Regions from separate parts of the Anser cygnoides genome. Here region 2 is linked to region 1. The links are chromatin contacts, called in public Hi-C maps. All regions are on one chromosome and are shown on one strand. Each heading gives the region's core, a stretch centred on a gene start, on an enhancer-like site or on the middle of the called end of the contact. The rest is flanking DNA. Distances are from core to core; before and after follow the strand shown.

The links. Hi-C and Micro-C count contacts between places; a contact is called where the count stands out from the background.
Region 2: a Hi-C map of liver shows a contact between it and region 1, with 1.7 times the contacts expected there. The contact joins the promoter of PLXNA1 here to the enhancer-like site in region 1. A contact is called at or near these places in 2 of 7 Hi-C or Micro-C datasets (granulosa cells and liver).

The regions. Positions count from the first base shown.
Region 1 is chr10:13,222,890-13,228,372 of Taihu_goose_T2T_genome, reverse strand. LOC106045078 (a long non-coding RNA gene) reads right to left here. Exons shown (of 3, transcript XR_001212605.3): 3 at 2,429-4,650. Among named protein-coding and RNA genes, the nearest start is that of TXNRD3, 25 kb to the right of the region's middle. Within about 2 kb of position 3,477, at least 1 of the 3 cell types and tissues checked has open chromatin away from gene starts, as enhancers often do. A contact at or near this core is called in liver, where this site is marked.
Region 2 is chr10:13,707,865-13,713,347 of Taihu_goose_T2T_genome, reverse strand. It overlaps PLXNA1 (plexin A1), which reads left to right and starts at 3,035. Exons shown (of 32, transcript XM_067003462.1): 1 at 3,035-3,197.

The DNA of each region.
Region 1 (5,483 bases), core at 2,228-4,727:
TGGTTTCACTGCCCCCTGCCCAATTAAGTGTTTATGATTTTAGGTTTTCCTGCAATAGGAGGGAGAAAGTGATTAATCTCTTTATTAGAGATGGATGGGAGGAGAGATTTTAGTGTACATTCACTCAAACTTTGGGGTACCTGCACCTCCTATCACTCTCTCAGCATTGCTCTCGATTGGATAATTTTAGATCTTTGCATACCTACTAATATCCTCTGCAAAAGAAGGTGGGGAAAATGTAGATTGCATATTTGCATATATCTACATGCATTTGCATATATTTCAGCACATTCCCTTAGACCTACGTGCCCTCCTGTTAGGAAGTGATTGTCCACCAAACTATAATATGAACACATTACCATGTTCCTGTCCATTTCCACAGTACATCATCTCAGTAATGGAGCAGGTCAGCTCAAAATACAGGTTATGAAATAATGTCATATCCCTCTGCTCTGATCTGTACTAACATACATATAAACGCAAAGGCCTGCTGTCCCAAACAAGCACTCATCCTTCTGCTTCTACTGGATTGATGTCTGCAGACCCATCTGAGCTGTATGGGGAATTCCCCAAACTGCCACAACTTCATTCCTCATCACACAAGTGTGAAAACATGAACAGGCGAACCACCAGCTTGTGAGATCCAGCAACCACACACAAACCCCACCGCCCAAGAAATTTGGTTCTGCCAGACATTTTCCAGTGCAACATCTTAATTCAGTCATTCTCCAGTTTGAGAGATGATCAAGGCAAACACCACTTTCAGGGTCCAATCTGAAGTTCAGTGGTGGTCCTGGAGGATGGTGGATCAGGTTCTCATTTTCCAGGGAATCAGAAGACTTGGCCTTCACTGAAAATCAAAACACAACAGAAAATAGAACAACCCACCACCTCTTTCTAACCCTTCAAGTTGTGAAAATTATCTTCTGAATGTAAATAGCTTCAGTAATTAAGATTGTTGAATATACAGTACTAGGGAATGTGCAGTTCATGATTTTTTCAATGAGAACATATTAAATTATGCCCTTTGATATCTCTTTTCGAAATGTGGAATTATCAAATTTTTATGTGCTGGATGTGTGTGCTGACTCTGTCCATACATAGCAAATGCACTTAAAATGCTAACGTTTCAGTGTAATAGTTCGATTGATGAGATTTTTCTTAAAAAAGGGGGAGGAAAGGGAAATCAGATAAAAGAAGATGGCTTGGGGAGTTTTGATAAGGAGCACTTGTGAGTCTCCATTCACCCAGCTTCCAAATGATCCAGAAAATGATTGAGTCCCTTCTGAGCAATCAAGGAATAAAACTGGTTGCTGTGGGCCAGACCTTCACCTGTTCTAAAGTGACTTATTTGCAGCAACTATTGCTTTACAGCAGGTGACATTTTGGCCCTGAAATGCAATATACGAAGAGCTCTGCTCCATCGTGTGTGCCATCTGGCCGGGGTGGTCACTCCTCCAGCAGCTCTGTCCCTGTGCTCCAGGTCTCAGGCTGGTCCCTTGCTGAGTTTTAGGGAATAATGAGCAAAGGAGATAGGACATCCCTCTCGGGACCTTTGTCTTCACAGAGAACCACTGTCCATAAATGCAGTTATCCCACATCTATCAGCTTCCCCTCTATGTGTGGGAAGGACTGAATAGTGGAAGTCAGAGGTCTGCTGTATTAAACTTGCCTTGGCTGCTAAGCAGATGGTTCATTTGGAGGGAGCTGAAGTCCCAGTAATTCCTCTGTGCTGCAGCTTCAGATCCATCGTCCTTTAGCTGTTAACAGCCAGAGGGAGGCAGGCATATCTGTGCTTCAGAATAGGGGCTGGAAGATTCATCAAGCCAACCCAAACATAAATCCAGCACCATCAGGCCTTTCCCTGCAGCTATATGCTGTCTCCCATGTGATTTTAGGCAACACTTTCCAATCTACTTTCTGATAATATCACCATCTAGTAGCACTTAGGACACTGTCCCAATAATAACACACACAAAACCCCTCTTCCTGCAATTATTTCCTTTCACCAAGAGAGCTACCAGGTTGTGGGCACATCTGTTGGCTTGTTTATACTTTAATGTCATCCAAGTAATAAGAGCATCAGGAAAAAGAAAACAAAACACAGAAAAGCCTCTAGTGGGGTTGGTGCTGCTGTGTGTGCCTATGGTAACTACTGTGAGCATTAAGATAAAGCACTTCAAGCATGAATAATAATAACAAAAAAAAGTCTAGAAGATAGATTAAAGCACTCTAGCACTTTGTAATAGTGTTTGTAATGCAGATAAAGCGTTTGTACTCTAATTTCCAGCACCACCAACAAAATAAATAAGTGTGCTTGGATTGCATTTTTCTTTCAAAAACTGTTCCAAAAACTGTTCGTATTGAAGGAAAACAACTTAAACTGGGTTTAGAAACACAATGTAAGCGGGAAAGTTAGGCACTGTTATCAGCATGACAAGTGCAACCTATTCCTTTTATAAACGGTGCTTGAAGAAAGACACAAAGCTCATCTGCTCAAGATCATCGTGTTTTAAGTTTAATTAAGCAGCGAATTAATGTTTGCAAAATGCTTTAAGATCCTTCAGCAGACGGTGCTCATACAAGAGCAGAGTGGTTTTAGCATGAAACGCATTTTGGGGAGCTGAACTAAACTATTCCTGTCTGAGAGCTCAATCTGAAGTGGCCAGGGAGAAGATCCTCACTGACTTCAAGCTGGATCGGATCAAACCTGCAGGACAGGAGTCTAGATTTAGCAGGCAAGTCCCAGCGAAGAGAGCCAGAAAACTTCCACGCTTAGAGTTAGGCATGCATTTTAAGTAGCTTGCTTTAGAGCACATATTTTCATATGCATGCTGTTCGTAGAGCTGAGGGCCAGAAAAGGCCATCAGCACAGCTCGGCTGACCTCCTGTTTATCTCAGGCCATTACATTTCGCCCAATAACCCCGTGCTGAGCGTAACAACCTGTGTCTGCTAAAGCAGATCTTCTGGAAAGTGCTTCCAGGCTTGTTCTAGGGCCAGGTGGATATGAAGAATCCACCACTTTCTTTGAACTAATGCTTAATCAACTTCAATGTTTAAAATGTGAATCTTTTCTCTTTATTCCTCATTTGAATTTATCTGGCTTCAGCTCCTAGCCATTGGATCCTGCTATGCCTTTCTACCCTAGACGAAAGAGCCCGTTAGTAGGCAGAGAAATTTTCTGCAGCTGCGTTCACTAAGGTAGCATTACAAAGGCTACTTTCATGCTTGGGGGTAGAAGATCACTGCTTGGGATAAGAATGAAATCAAAAGAATTAACATTATTCTATAGAGATCCCAACGCAGTAGCTCTGGTACAGAGATTTCTTCTGTGCTCCAAATATCTGATAGCCTAGAAAGATAAAAACAGTCAAGTGAGGGAAGAGTAAGGCCATGGACATGACCAACACTGAACATGCATATTCTTGGCTCTGTTTTATTGCCATTTATTTGCATTGAGAGGTTTGGTGGCCTACAACAACCTCCTTTTCTGGCCAGTTACGCCCTGTGCCTCGGCAGCACTTGGCTCTCAGCAGGAGCAGCAGAACAAGGGTCAATTCCCTGCAGCAAGCCTGGACCCAGCAGGGCCGAGATTCCACCACATTTCCCTGCCAGCACAGCATTGAGATTCCACCACATTTCCCTGGGCCCTGCTTAGTGCTGTGGCTTGTACTACAGGAACACACAGTCAAAGGAGACAAGAACTGCGCTTGGACCATCGTGCTTGCAAGGAGGTGAAGTGCAGCTACGGGGACCTGCTGGAAGTTGGGAGCTGGATGCAAATGCAAACCCCTAAACTAAACACGTTTAGAAAGCCATATGCCGCCAACCCAGGCAGTAAGGAGGAACCGTCTGTTTGCTCAGAGCCCCGTGCAACTCCCACGCATGGCAACAGAGACGGAGCTAGATGGGGCCCCTGGAAAGTGTCTCCAGTTTCTTATTTTATTATCATCTCCAGGTTCTCCTCATAAAGCCTCCGGTTCAAAAAGGCAGAGAATTTGCGAATAGCCAGGGGACACTCACCCCCACACAAACATCTAGCGTTTCTGTGGTCGGGATGCCTAACTGCTCCGTGATAGCTCTGCCAGCGCTTCCGAGCCGTGGCAAGCGAATATCATTAGCAGCATCTCCCAGCCCCAGTGCGAGGGCTTCGTTTGCTTTACTGTTGGCTTGGTAACAGCTGCTGTTACTGCTCAAGGTGGCAGGAGGGCAAAAAAGTGCTTATTGCCTTACAGCACTTCAGGAAAGCCTTACAGAGTCTTTGGCAGGGTTTAATAGTGGCCAGGCGCTCCCCAGAGCGACGTCCCGGAGATGCTGTCGGGTGATGCTCTGCAGTGCTGTAGCTGTGCCCCCGCCACCTCTGCGCCACGCTAAGGCCAGAGGGCAGAGACCAAGGCCAGGCTGCGGCACCAGCAGTGGCCACTGGACACAGAAAAAAAAAAGAGACATATTAATTGTACATAACGGCACAACAACATGCAGCTCTACCACGTCCCGACCTGGGAACAGTAAGGATGATGCAGGCATTGCTCCAGCACTTCCTAAAAAGAAGTCTCATGGGCTTTTTCCATTCGGTGGGACAGGTGATAGGAGCCTCATCCAGAACAATTCCTCCCTCCCTCTCTCAGTGCAGCAGCCGAGAGGAACATCTGGAAGGAAAAACAGGGCCCATGTGCAGATTTCATCAGCAGCTCCACGTAACGCAGTGTGTAATGCAATCTACTGCCCACATTTAATATGCGTTAATTTGGGGGATGTAGTTTGCAAGACATCCTGGTCTAAGTCCAATTTTTACTTAGTTTTGGATTCCTTTTTACCTTCAGTTGCCAACGGTGTAACGAGGGGGGATAGACACAACAGCATCCTGCTACAGAGAACGAAGGCTGCCTGGTTGTGTGTCAGCCCACAGCACTATTGACTGATGTGAGAGAAATATGGGAGCTGATGCATTTGGATGGGAACGAGCAGGGCAAAGTCCTAGGCCTGAACAACATCGTGAAAATGCAGGTGGCCACAGCTGCCGTAGTATGGATCTCAGCAGCAGATGAGGACGAAGGACAGTTTAGGACACATTACCTGGGAAATGTGACATTCAAACCACAACAGCAACAAAACCAAGATGTTCAACCATATTTATCCCCAGATTCCTCATGGAGAAGGAGCTGGTGCAGTGCTGGTGCCTCTGAATTCCTAAACCGTCAGGAGCTAAGGCAAATCTTTGAGGACAAGCTCTCTGCACAGAACACCTGTAGGATATGAGTGGGGAGAAATTCAATGACAAGCTCATACGGGTGCAAGAGCTGCCACTGAACATCACCTTGCTGCCCATGATTGCAGGAGGAGATGCAGCTGTAGCTTCATCCACCACTTAAAGTCTTGAACCTCAGCCTTGCAAAAACCACACTAGGTTCAGCTGCCACAAATACTCCAAAAAGAGAGAGAATTTTTTTTTCTGAGTGAAGGCTTTTATATGGCCTTACTG
Region 2 (5,483 bases), core at 1,786-4,285, 490 kb before region 1:
CCTTCTTCTTTATGCGTTTAAGAGGTTTCGCTGTCTCGCTAACTCCCCTGAGAGGCCCAAGTAGCAGCCTCTTTGGATGTGAATACCTGACAAGTTTTTAATGTGAAATGAATTCACTAAATTTAGTCTCTTGGAGGGGAAGGAAAAAAAAAAAAAAAAGAGAACCGCTTCTTTCAATCTGGGGGAAGTGATCCAAACCCCAGCCGCTTCCCTGCCGTCAGAGCGAGCTGATTTGTTCTTTTCTCCTCTGTCTCAAAAGCTTTTAAGTCTGGGCCCCATGTGTGCCTGTGCACAAATAAGAGGTGGGAGAATGGCAGGCACCGCCGCCGGTGTCTCAGGGGGAATATGACAGCTCCCAGCTCCTGGCCTCCACATGACAGATGTTGACGAGGGCAGGGTGGGGAGGCAGACAAAAGAAAAACCTGTGAAGAGGGCTCTCTTTGGGTCGGAAGGGACCTCTTGTCTGAGTCTTAGGGATGCCGTCTTTGCTTTCAAGTGGACTTTGTGCAAGACACAACTGGTGCTGAGGGCTGGAAGTCAAAAGCACCTTGCCTGGCGTACTTGTCTGCATCACCTGTTCTCCACCCCATCCTCTCTTCCTACCCTCGCTGGAGCCTCCCAGGTCCACTTCTCTTCTCTGTTCTGGCTCCTGAGGTTCACCAGGAACCTTCTGCTCTCCTTAGTTGTCCTCTCCCAAGGGCCAGAGTAGCCTCTGGGCTCTGCTGGCTGAAGGAGGCCTCCTGGTCTCCATGGCTTCATGAAGGTTACTTCAGCCCAGGTAAGGAGCTGTGTACGTGCTTGTATCTCTTAGTACAGGTGGAGGCAAGCACACGTGGTCAGTCGTTGGAGGCTGAGGTCTCCACGAGCATGTCTACGCGTCCACACAAGGTGAGTATATGCATTACTGCAGCAGAGCTGATGGCTGGCTACTCCAAAATTCAATGGTGTACATGAGGCTGAAGGGCAAAGCGTGTCTCGGTGATGCGGTTTGGTGGGGACAAAGGTTTGGCTGGCTGTGCCCTGGGCGAGCAAGCCAGGTGTGTCTATTGCCCTCATGGCGCTAGTGCCTGGATGCCCACCTGACCTGTGGCCAGGGTTTGGAGGCTGTTACCTCGGTGGGCTGTGGGTTTTTGTGGCTGGAGGGCTACTAAGATTGAAGCCCCAAGCTGGGGGAGATCATTCGCCCCCATGCTGCAGTGATCCACCACTCCATCTCCTGGCAGGAGAGCGGTTCCACACCATTTATATCCCACATATCACCGGTGAAAGGAGCGGAGGTGCAGGCCTGATTATGAAGACTTTATTTAGTTCTGTTTGCCTCTAAAAAGGTCACTTCCCGGCTGAGAGATGCAGGAGCAGAGGATGGTCACTGGTTTCTGCAGGGCCTACACCCACGCAGCGACACCGGGGTGGTCCTGTGCTGGGGATGGGGTACGTGGGCACGGGGCAGCCGTGCTCTGGCTTGGTGCGAAGCAAAAATGAATAAAGGGGGATAATGAAGATGATAAAAATGGCTGGCGCTGAACGTGTTTTAAAAAGACAAATAATTAACTCAGACCACCCATTCATCTCTTTTATGGCTTTTACTATATTTCCCCTTTGTGATTTTAGTCATAAGCGGCGTGGATGCGGTGCCAGTGGAAAGATGCTGAGCTGGCAGCTCCGCAGAACAAAGTCCTGCCGTTATCGGCGGGATGGCCGCCGGGCCGGCGGCGCTGCGCTGAGGTGGCTCCCGGCCGCCCGCTGCCCCTGCCGCCGGGCTGGGCTGGGCCGGGCTGGGCAGGGCGGCCGGGGAGGCTGTGCCGGGCCCTCCAGGAGGGAGAGGCTGTGAGGAAGCCCTGTGTAGGGCTGTATGTAGGGCCCTGAGGGAGCCGTGTGTAGGGCCGTGGGGGAGCTGTGTGTAGGGCTGTGAAGGAGCCATGTGTAGGGCCGTGAGGGAGCTGTGTGTAGGGAACCATGTGTAGGGCTGTGAAGAATTTGTGTAGGGCCATGAGGGAGCCTTGTGTAGGGCTGTGAGGGAGCCATGTGTAGGGTTGTGAAGGAACCATGTGTAGGGCTGTGAGGGAGCTGTGTATAGGGCCATGGGGGAACCATGTGTAGGGCTGTGAGGGATTTGTGTAGGGCCATGAGGGAGCCTTGTGTAGGGCTGTGAGGGAGCCATGTGTAGGGTTGTGAAGGAGCCATGTGTAGGGCTGTGAGGGAACCACGTCTAGGGCGGTGAGGGAACCACGTCTAGGGCAGTGAGGGAGCCGTATGTAGGGCCATGAGGGAGCTGTGTCTAGGTCTCTGATGGCGCCATGTGCAGCTCTGTGAGGGAGCCATGTCTAGGTTTGTGGGTCCAGCCTGGGCGTCCTCATGAGGGTGGCCGTGCGCAGGGTCCAAGATGGCAGCACGGCGTAACACGGCACCGCAGCCTGAGGTGGCCGTGGGGCAGGAGGGCGCAGCGGCACCTCCCTGACCTCCACCGCCCCGTACGGGGGTTATATCCCCCAAACCTCCTCCTTCTCTCCACCGCGGTGTCCACGAGCGTCCTGCCCCTCGCCTTCTGCACAGATGGCCGCGTGCCTGGCGCTTTGGGGCACCCCGCAAGCGAGGGGGCCACGCGTGCCGCCGTCCCCACCGCCCCACGCTTGGGCGCAGCGCCTCGGGAGCAGACACACACCACCGGGCAGCCCCCCCACACCCCTCGCGGACGACCCTCCCCATTGCGGCTCCCCCCCCCCCATCTATCCCCCAACCGCCCCCCGCTCCCCACATCCCCCCCCCCCCCCCCTTCCATCGCCCTTTTAAGAGGGAGCAGCAAGGCGGGGCCGCGCCTCTCCCCGCGGAGCTCCGCGGGCGCCCCCTGGAGCTCGGCCGGGCTCCGCCGCCGCCGCCGCCGCCGCCCCCCTTTTCCCCGGCCCCGGCCCCGGTGCTGGCAGCGGCGGCGCGGCCGTGCGCGTGCGCGCGGCGGCGGGGGCGCGCGGCGGGCGGCGTTCCGTCGGGGCCCCGCGCCGCCGGCCCATTCATGCGGGGCAGCGGCGGCGGCGGCGGCGGGAGGCAGGCGGGAGGGCGGCGGGCCGCGGCCGGAGGGGGAGGAGGAGGAGGAGGAGGAGGAGGAGAGAGGAAGAAGGAGGAGGAGGAGGAGGAGGCGGCGGCGGGCCCCGGCTGGAATGCGGTTATGGCTGGCGGGGCTGAAGCCAGCGGGGACCCGAGGCGTGAGTAACGCGGCTGGCAACTTTCCTCCGCCGGTTTTATTTCTCGTTTTGGGGGTGAAATCGGGCTTCCCGCAACCCCCCCCCCTCCCCCCCCATTTTTTTTTTAATAAAAAAAAAAAAGGCGAAATGGGGAGGGGGTGCGGCTCCCCCCCCCCCCCCCCCCCCCCCCCCGGCCAGCCCCGCATTGCGCCCCGCGGGGCCGGCAGGGGTCGGCGCCCCCCCCCCCCCGCAGCCGGGGTTTTGGGGGCTGGGCTCGGGCTTTTTGGGGTCCCCGAAGCCGCAGAGCCGCTGCGGGGGGGCCGGGCGGGTTCCCCCTCCCCTCGATGCAGAGCCCCGTCGGGGGGCAGAGCCCCCCCGGAGGCTGCTGCCGCCCCCCCCGCTCCCCTCCGTGGCGGTGCCCCCCCGAGGCTGGGTGCCCCCGGTCCCCCCCCCCCCGGTGCTGTGCTGCAGGAAAATCCCCCAAAAAAACCCCAAAATCCCGGCCTCTGAGGGCTGAGAGCTGCCCCCATGGAAGCGCTGGGGGGGGGGGGGGGGGGCCGGGGTGTAAGCAGGGCTTAACATGAAGGTCACTGGGTAAGGAGGAGGTGGATGGGGAGGAGAAGGCAGGCAGTACCCTCACTTCTGAGCTCCCCCCGCCCCGCTCGGCCGTGCTTCGGGGAGGGCGAAACAAAAGCGGGACCTGCGAGCCCGCAGATGGATGTTCCCGCTCCTCCGTGCGGGCTCCGGGACGCGGCGGGGAGAAAAGTTGGACGGATGAGCTGCATTGTCGGGCTGCCTTCCCCCGCCTCGCCGCCAGATCCCTTTTTGCTGAGCGAGGGCTGTGTCGGAGCGAATCCCCAGCCTTTCGCCGGATTTTTTTTTTTTATTATTATGATTATTATTTTTTTCCCCCCTCTTTCTTTTGTGTGAGGCCGAAAAGAAAAAAAAAAAAAGAAAAAAAAAAAAAGGAGGAGACGAAGCTATTGACTACATCAAAGGTTATCCATCTGAAAACACCATTTTCCTCCGACCAGCGGCTAATTGCTTCCTGAACAATGTCAGGGGCTTTTGTATCCGCTCAGTAGGCAAAGCGAGCGGCTCCATGTCTCTCGCTCGAGACACCGGCGACCGAAATGCGGTAGGAACGTGGAGGAGCTGAGGAGCAGCGGCGGGGCAGGAGCCTCCCGGATGATGTACAGATAATTTCCGAAGTGGCTGCGAGGAGGGGAGGCTGCTGCTGCTGCCCCGCGGGGTGCGGGTGCGTGCCGGAGGCGGCCGGGGCCGCGCGGGTGCTGAGGAATTTCGGGGTCCGAATCCGTGCTCGAGGGATGCAGGGACAGCGGGCGCATCCCGGCCTGAGCGTCTCGCTTCCCCGATGGGGCTGCGGGCGGATGCTCGGTGTACGTTCGGCGGCTGGGCTTTGTCATGCAGCTCGGAAAATCAAAGTTTTGAGGGCGTTGGGTTTGGTAGCGTGGCGGTGTCGGTACCGCACGCAGCCGGAGCTCTTGTGCGGCGAGCAAGGATAGCCTGGAGGGCCTAAAGTTTCCCCTCTTGGCTTTGCTTTGCCTTTTTTTTTTTTTTTTAATGGATGCGTAAGGTTTGGAGCGGAGCACAGCAATCAGCCTCGGTGCGCGCTGGGGCTGCGCATGCAGCTACGGCAGGCGGCCCTCGCCTCTGCCCGCAAACCAAAGCACTTTTCCTGCCGAAGGCAGCGGGCCCTGCGGCACGTACCCAAACTCCCCCGAACTCCGGCGGGGCTGGGGCTGGGCTGGCGAGAGGCTGAAATGGCAGAGGGCAATAAAAGCCGTGCTGCTGCGTGCCGTGCCGTGCCGTGCTGCGCCGCCGAGGCTGCCTCCCCTCCTCCCTGCCGGCACGCCAGCCCAGCCGCAGCGCCGGCAGAGCTCGGGGCCGGCCCCAGCCCCGCTCCCGCTGCGTGAATGCGGTGCCTGGCAGCTCGGCTCCGTGGCCGTGCTGCGCCTTCCCCACCCCGTGCGCAAAGGGGAAGGATCCGGCCCTCGGATCGGGCTTAATGGGGGAAAGTTGTGCGTGTTTATTCTCCAGGCTCGGTGCGGGTCAGGGCCTTTGTTGCTGCTTGACTTGCTGCTGGCTGTAGCGTTAACCGCCGGCGAGAGCTTCGCTCGGCCCCGAGCTGGGAATTCCTGGGCGGAGGAGCCCGGTGCTGCAGCGCTCGTGCCGCCGGGCTGCCTGCGAGCTGGGGAGCCGTGCCTGCAGGATCCGGCTGCCGCTGGGTCCCGCCGGGCTTTGTCTGCATGAAGGCTCCCCTGGTGACAGCTTCGGCACCCAGGG